Linked DNA regions of Mus musculus: region 2 is linked to region 1. Evidence: chromatin contacts called from public promoter capture Hi-C data. All regions are on one chromosome and are shown on one strand. The core of a region is the stretch at or near the end of the contact, and the rest is flanking DNA. Distances in the headings are between cores, read along the strand shown. Region 1 has its middle 6.7 kb from the start of Gm38927. Region 2 overlaps Itpr2 (inositol 1,4,5-triphosphate receptor 2).

The links. Promoter capture Hi-C pulls out the DNA fragments that hold promoters and counts their contacts.
Region 2: a promoter capture Hi-C map of the HPC-7 cell line shows a contact between it and region 1. The contact joins two enhancer-like sites. A contact is called at or near these places in 8 of 39 promoter capture datasets (the C10 cell line, the HPC-7 cell line, cranial neural crest and 5 more), 1 of 15 datasets of contacts at CTCF or cohesin (the NIH/3T3 cell line), 2 of 484 Hi-C or Micro-C datasets (bone marrow-derived macrophages and nephron progenitors), 2 of 115 datasets of contacts at active chromatin or transcription factors (the 230-238 cell line and large pre-B cells) and 1 of 9 other capture datasets (adipose tissue).

Annotation. Positions count from the first base shown.
Region 1 is chr6:145,833,965-145,837,520 of GRCm38.p6, reverse strand. No RefSeq gene overlaps it. Among named protein-coding and RNA genes, the nearest start is that of Gm38927, 6.7 kb to the left of the region's middle. Within about 2 kb of position 1,605, at least 34 of the 459 cell types and tissues checked have an H3K27ac peak or open chromatin away from gene starts, as enhancers often do. A contact at or near this core is called in the HPC-7 cell line, where this site is marked.
Region 2 is chr6:146,190,832-146,193,923 of GRCm38.p6, reverse strand. The region is part of intron 46 of Itpr2 (inositol 1,4,5-triphosphate receptor 2); the gene reads left to right. Among named protein-coding and RNA genes, the nearest start is that of Gm35707, 5.0 kb to the left of the region's middle. Within about 2 kb of position 1,808, at least 9 of the 459 cell types and tissues checked have an H3K27ac peak or open chromatin away from gene starts, as enhancers often do. A contact at or near this core is called in the HPC-7 cell line, where this site is marked.

The DNA of each region.
Region 1 (3,556 bases), core at 356-2,855:
TGAGCTTGTATATGTGTGTTTATGTGTGACCTTGTGTGTGTGTGTGTGTGTGTGTGAGCTTGTGTGTATGGAGCAACTTTGGGGTGGAGGGAGTATGGTAGAGCAGGTGTGAAGTGACAGGTCCCAGAAACCCTCTTCATGCAGCAGCTATGACCTCTGAGTGTCTGCAGACACAGTTCTCCCTACCACCTCCAGACATACTGTGACAATACCACAGGGCCCTTAAGGTCAAGCCAGAGGAGTGAACTTTACCAGAGGCCACTACAGGTTATTTCTGCTCCCTCCCCTGTGTATGTGTAAATGTGTGTGTTATATTCAGTATGTGGTGTATGCACAGATACATGTGTGTGTATGTGTGTGTACACATGCATGTGTGTGTGTGTCCATGTGGAGCCCAGAGGTTATCACTGAGTGTCTTTCTTTGGTATCTTGCCATCTTTATTTGGGGTGGGGACAGGGTCTTACTGAACTTCAAGCCACTGACTTGCTTAGCCTGACAGGCCTCTGAGCTTCAGGGATCTGTGCGGCTCCGGTCTCCATCCCTCAGCACTGGCTGCCATGTCAGGTTTTCCCCAGGGGGTCTGGACAGCCACACTCAGAGCTTCTTGCCTGCATGGCAGACACTTTTCCGAGCTATCTTTCCAATCCATTATTTCCTTTCTTACCCAACCTTGGTTTCCTAAGATTCTGAAACCCCACCATCCTCAGGCCACCTCAGGGACAACAGACAGAAGCTCCTGTTACAGTGTCATTCCCCGTTCAGGCTGTGTGTCTTCCTGGAGTCTGCCTAGTCTATGGCCAGAGCTGGAAGCAACAGACACCCCTCCCCAACAGCTCTATAAGGTGGAGACCAGAAGAGGTGCCTGCAGGGTTGGCGTTTGATGAGGCCTCCTCTGAGGGCCATGTTTTGGGCTGGAAGAGGATAGCCTTCTAGAATCTTCTCATAGGCACTGTCCCATTAGTGAGGGCTCAATCTTCATGGATGAATTGTTTCCCAAAGGCACCATCAATAAACACGGCTGTTGGGTCAGATTTCCACATATGAATTTGGAGGCAGGGCAAGCATTCAGTGTATAGATGGGAGAACAGGTCTTACCTTTTGGCCTCTTCCTGGGATACTTAGTGCATTAGACAGATAGTGCTAGTCTATTAAGTCTCAGTGGCTCTCCACATGTAGTTGACATGGTACCTTAGAGACACTGTTTAAATTCAAATATGCTATTTCCAAAATGCCCCATCTTCAGGGAATTCTGATTACTTATCCTTCCATACCATCTAGACAGAGGTGCTAATGCAGGAAGCTCCAGGCGACTTGCTGACTAGGTGATTATGTCATCTCCGCATGGATGGAAGCTGCTTTTCACATAGTCTGTGCATGTCCAGGCAGATGAAACCATCGAGGCTAAGGGCTGGACCACAGAACTCTGCCTCCTTAAGCCTTGTGTTCAGCACAGGGCATCCCTCTACTCTGTTTGGATATTCCAGTAAATTCTCATGCAAATTCTGTGTCCGCCAGCTACTTGGATCAGCTGTGCAAGCCTTGTGCTCACCAGTCTGTCTCTTCCTGGTGCGTTAGAATGATGGTGGGGTCAAAGATGCACAGTGGAGCATTGTGGGTTCTCAGCTTTGAGAGCAGTCAGCCCCTATCTGTAATTGGTTCCAGGGAGACAGGAGACAGATACTGCTGGTTTGAGTCTCACTCTAGCTGGGTGACCATAAGCAAATTGCTTCTCAGTATTTATGCGGCTCTGTAAAGAGATGCATAACTCCTTTGAGAATAGTTGCTGGGATTACTTGACACGTCAGAACTACTGATACTGGAGTGTCTTCCTGCCCGAGTTTATTGGTCATGAACGTGATAGGAAGAGACAAGGTAAAGGGGAGGGGGGAGGGGAGGAAGGTTTCATTAGCATAATGGAGTGCTTCCCCTTTCTGTGGCAATGCTCCCTGCTCACCCCCTGAAGTACCACAGCCCCAGCTTCCTGTTCTCCCTGGTGGTAATTGGCCCTTAGCCACCACTTGCACCCCTCACCTGACTGTTGCAAACCACGTTTCCTCGATATCTCTCCATCTAGTCAGTTCTCACCTGCACATTTTTTTTTCTGGGTCAGAGGCTCATGCAGGAGTGGGTCGCTATCTGTCTATCAGGAGGTGGCTTTGCTCTGCATGAGGTCATTCAGCAAGGCTTCAAGAACCTTGGTAGGCTCCCTAGTAACAGACACCAAGGTCTGAAGGCCACCCTGTCTTCTTCGCTTTTTATATGGAGAGCTCCCAAGTGACAGCTCTGCTGCGGACATCTTAGTTCTTCAGGGCTGTCACCCAGTCTTAACTATGCTGGCACTGGCTAGTGTCCCTTGTACCCTTGGAGATCAAGGGCATGAAGCAGGTCCTCTGAGGGAGCAGGGAGGTCAAGGCTGCCCTGTAACCTTGGGCACCAGTTGCTACAAACGCTGTTCATGTTTCTAGTATGGAAAGAATTGTGCTAACTGCCATTATCTGCCCCTGTTGCTTGCTCTGTGCTGAGGGAAGGTCTGAGCCAGTAACAAGTGCACATTCATTGAATTGATGGAGTAAAATTTTAAACTAACACATTCCTGCCTCACAGAGAAACAGTATCTTCTGCTATTGCTGTTTCGAGACAGGGTTTCACTATGTAGCCCTGACTGGCCTGGAACTCTCTAAGTAGACCAGACCAACCTCAGACTTACTGAGATCCTCCTGTCTCTGCCTTCTGAGTGCAGGGATTTAGGGTTTGGGCCTGATGTCCAGCTTAGTAATTATTTCTTATTGCTGACCGACCATTTCCAGGCTGGGTGCAGTAATGAGGAATTTACACAGGGAGGGGATTCCTTCAACTGCCTCTCTCAAACCTGTGAGAATCAGTATCCTCTTTATATAAGAAATATTTTGGTATGATACTTTACTAGTATAGCGAGATATAAGGTACAATATGCAAAACATATGAAACTGAGGAAGAACGAAGACCAAAGTGTGGACACTTTGCTCCTTCTAGAATTGGAAACAATCACCCATGGAAGGAGTTACAGAAACAAAGTTTGGAGCTGAGACAAAAGGATGGTCCATCTAGAGACTGCCATATCCAGGGATCCATCCCATAATTAGCCTCCAAACGATGACACCATTGCATACACTAGCAAGCCTTTGTTGCAAGGACAGTGATATAGCTGTCCCTTGTGAGACTAGGCCGGGGCCTAGCAAACACATAAGTGGATGCTCACAGTCAACTATTGGAAGGATCACAGGGCCCCCAATGGAGGAGCTAGAGAAAGTATCCAAGGAGCTAAAGAGATCTGCAACCCTATCGGTGGAACAACATTATGAACTAACCAGTACCCCAGAGCTCTTGACTCTAGCTGCATATGTATCAAAAGATGACCTAGTCGGCCATCACTGGAAAGAGAGGCCCATTGTTCAGGCAAACTTTATATGCCCCAGTACATGGGAACGCCAGGGCCAAAAAATGGGAATGGGTGGGTAGGGGAGTGGGGGGGAGGGGGTGGGGGACTTTTGGGATAGCATTGGAAATGTAATTGAA
Region 2 (3,092 bases), core at 559-3,058, 360 kb before region 1:
GCACTGAACTGCACTGAACTGCTTGGACTCATGGAGGAACTCAACTCCACCGCACTGCATTCACTGCACTGCCCTCACTGCACTGCACTGCACTCACTGTACTGGCAGACTCTCTCTCTGAGCTGCTCTTAAATAGCTTCTCTCTCCTGGGCTGTTCTCCTGAGAGTTGGGCCTATCTCATCTCTGTCTCATTCTGTTAAATCTGTCTCTGATCCATCACTTTGTCTACCCCTCAATTATATGTCACTTTCAAATACAGCTGCTTCCTTCTACAAATTAATTTTACCTTAAAGTGTATGCTAAGGATGTGCCTGTGTTCCAGCCAGATCACACAGGTCTGAGTCTTCAGATGTGATCACTTGCAAGAGCAGCTATGTTTCTAGATTAAAATTCCTCTACAGAGGCTTCTTAAGATATGAATCTGTGACCTAACAGAGTTTTTGAAGACAGGCATAGTGGCACATAAGTGGCATAGCTCTTAGGAGACAGAGTCAGGCAGATCTCTGTAAGTTCCAGGACAGTCTGGTTTAGGAAGTTACAGGCCAGGTACATAGTGAGACCTTGCTTTGAAAAAAGCAAAAGAAAAGTTTATGAAAGTATAGGAAACATAGAAGCACTAATAAAAGTTTCATATTGGTATCATGCACTCAAAAGTTTGCTGTTTACACATTTATTGTCTGACAGCTGTCCTCTCCCTGCTCCATAAATGAGACATTATCTAATGTCCTATAGCAGATCAGGAGGTGTGCCAGGGGACTCATCAGGCTGTCACTTCTAGCTGGGGTATCATTGTGATGCTTTCTGGCAGAACTAATCAGGCAGAAGTGAGCAGAGTGGCAATGCCTGTCACTCCTGATTTACGGCCATAACTTCATTCATTCTGGTAGATGGTTTTTTAGTTTTCGGCAGAATGTGTCATGGGCACTTTTGCCTCTAATGGGTAATTTCTATGTCTTATTGTTTATTTCTACCAAATCTTTGAGCATTACTAAGCTTTATCACTTCATGTCAGAAGTAGACCCCTGCTCATATGTATAAACATCAACAGTGCCGCAGCTCAGTGTCAGATTTGCCTGGCTGAGTCAATTGCAGAAATGGGTATTATCAAGAACGGTAGCTTGTGGCGGTCAGTTTAGTAGCCCTGAGAAGTGGGGAGGTGCTTAGGCCAAATCACCATCCAAGAAGGAGGCCCCCAGGATCTGAATCTTATTTTCAGATTCTCTCATGCGCCTTGCTGCCTCTGAAGAAATCGTGTGTGGTTTTAAGCAACTGGTCATTGGAAAGATTCTCTGTATCTGTGAATCGCACTAGACCATTGCAATTGTCCACCATTCCCCGTGTTTGCTCCCCTCGGGGTGGTAGCTTAGTGTGTGTGTGTGTGTGTGTGTGTGTGTGTGTGTGTGGTCACATTCATGTGTAGCAAGAGGCCCAAGGTTGGTATTGAGACTCATCCTCCATCCTCTTCATTCTTCTGCCTTTCTCACTGAGGCAGGACCTCTCAGCTGAGCCGACAGCCTGGTAAGATGGCCAGTCTTGCTAACCAGCTTGCACTGACGAACCCCTGACTTTGCCTTCCAACACTGGGGTTACTGGAAGGCTGGCACACCCACCCAGCACTTGTGGGTTTGTGGGGCTCTGAACTCTGACCCTACCATTTATTTTGCATGGCATGAGCTTTAACCACTGAGACACCCCACCCCCCAGCCTTTGCCTCTAACATTTCAAGAGCCGCCATGCTTCTCAGTTTGCTCCTGTCTATATTGGGGATCCCGTTGGTTTTTTTACTTTTCAGTTCCCCAGGGCTCCTCAGCTAATAACTGAATAAGCATCTGTTGAATCACCTAGGGGAACGTTAACCATATTTGGCTTCCTTTTGGGTAAAGCATTTCCTCCTTTGGTTTCTCTGGTTTGTCATTGCCCTTTGTGAAACGTGACAACCAGAATTAAATATGTCATTTTATGCAAGGACTGAATATTTTCGCTTATCTAATCACAGCTTTATTTCTTTAGTAAGCCCTAAGAATCAAAAAAAAAAAAAAATTACTTGACACTGTTAGATCAAGCAAACCTTTTAAAATTCTTTTCATGTGGTTGCCTACTGTATCAAATATGCCTCAGTAATTTATGTAATTGATATTTTAATTATTTTTTTAAATTAGCACATAAAGGGGCTGCAGAGATGGCAGAGCAGGTTAAGAGATGGCAGAGCAGAGGAGTTTAAGAGCACTGGCTGTGGTTACAGATGCCTGTTTTCGGTTCCTAGCACCCAGCTATTACTCCCATTCCAGGATTAAAACCGAGTTAGAGAAGAGAGAGTTTATGTTGACTAAGGTTCCAGAAAGAGAGTCCAGAGGCAGGGAAGGCAAGGCGTGGAGCCTGGGGGCAGGGGCCATGTTTTATGTGTATGCAGGAGGGTAGGGGAGAGAGTAAGGCTATAAGCCCTCAAAGCCTCAGCATGGCTCTACTTCCTAAAGGTCCCACAACCTCCCCCAAACTGCGCCACTAACTGGAGACCAAATGTTCAAATACATAAGCCCATGGGGAACATTTCTCATTCAGAACAGCAGGCTGGAGGCAGAACACTTCAGTGATAAAAAACAAACAAACAAACAAACAAACAAAAACCTCTGTGTACAGAGAACTGAAGACACCCAGTGCTAAGGATTTCACTTGGTACCCAGAAGCCCCTGTCAGGAAGAACTGGGCACAGATTCTTAAGTTGGAGTTCAGGGTCACCCCACTGGCTCATTTTTCATGATTGGATACATAAACTATCACTCATAAGCTCATTGTCCTAGCTTCATGTCTTCTGCTGTGATTATAAAACACTCTTGCCAAAAGCACCCTGGGAAGGAAAGGACGTATTTGGCTTACAGCTCTATATATCGTAGTATGTCATTGGGAGACATTCAGGCAGGAACCTGAGCTAGGAGCAATGGAAGAACACGGTGGGTGTGCTGCCTCTGTGCTTAGTCAGCTTTCTTACATGTGCCAGGAGCATGGGCCACCGGGTGCTTCCAGATAGTTCCAAACCCTAAGTCACACTGAGGGCTCTAGTTAAAATCTCCATGAAAATGGGAAAGAGATTTGTA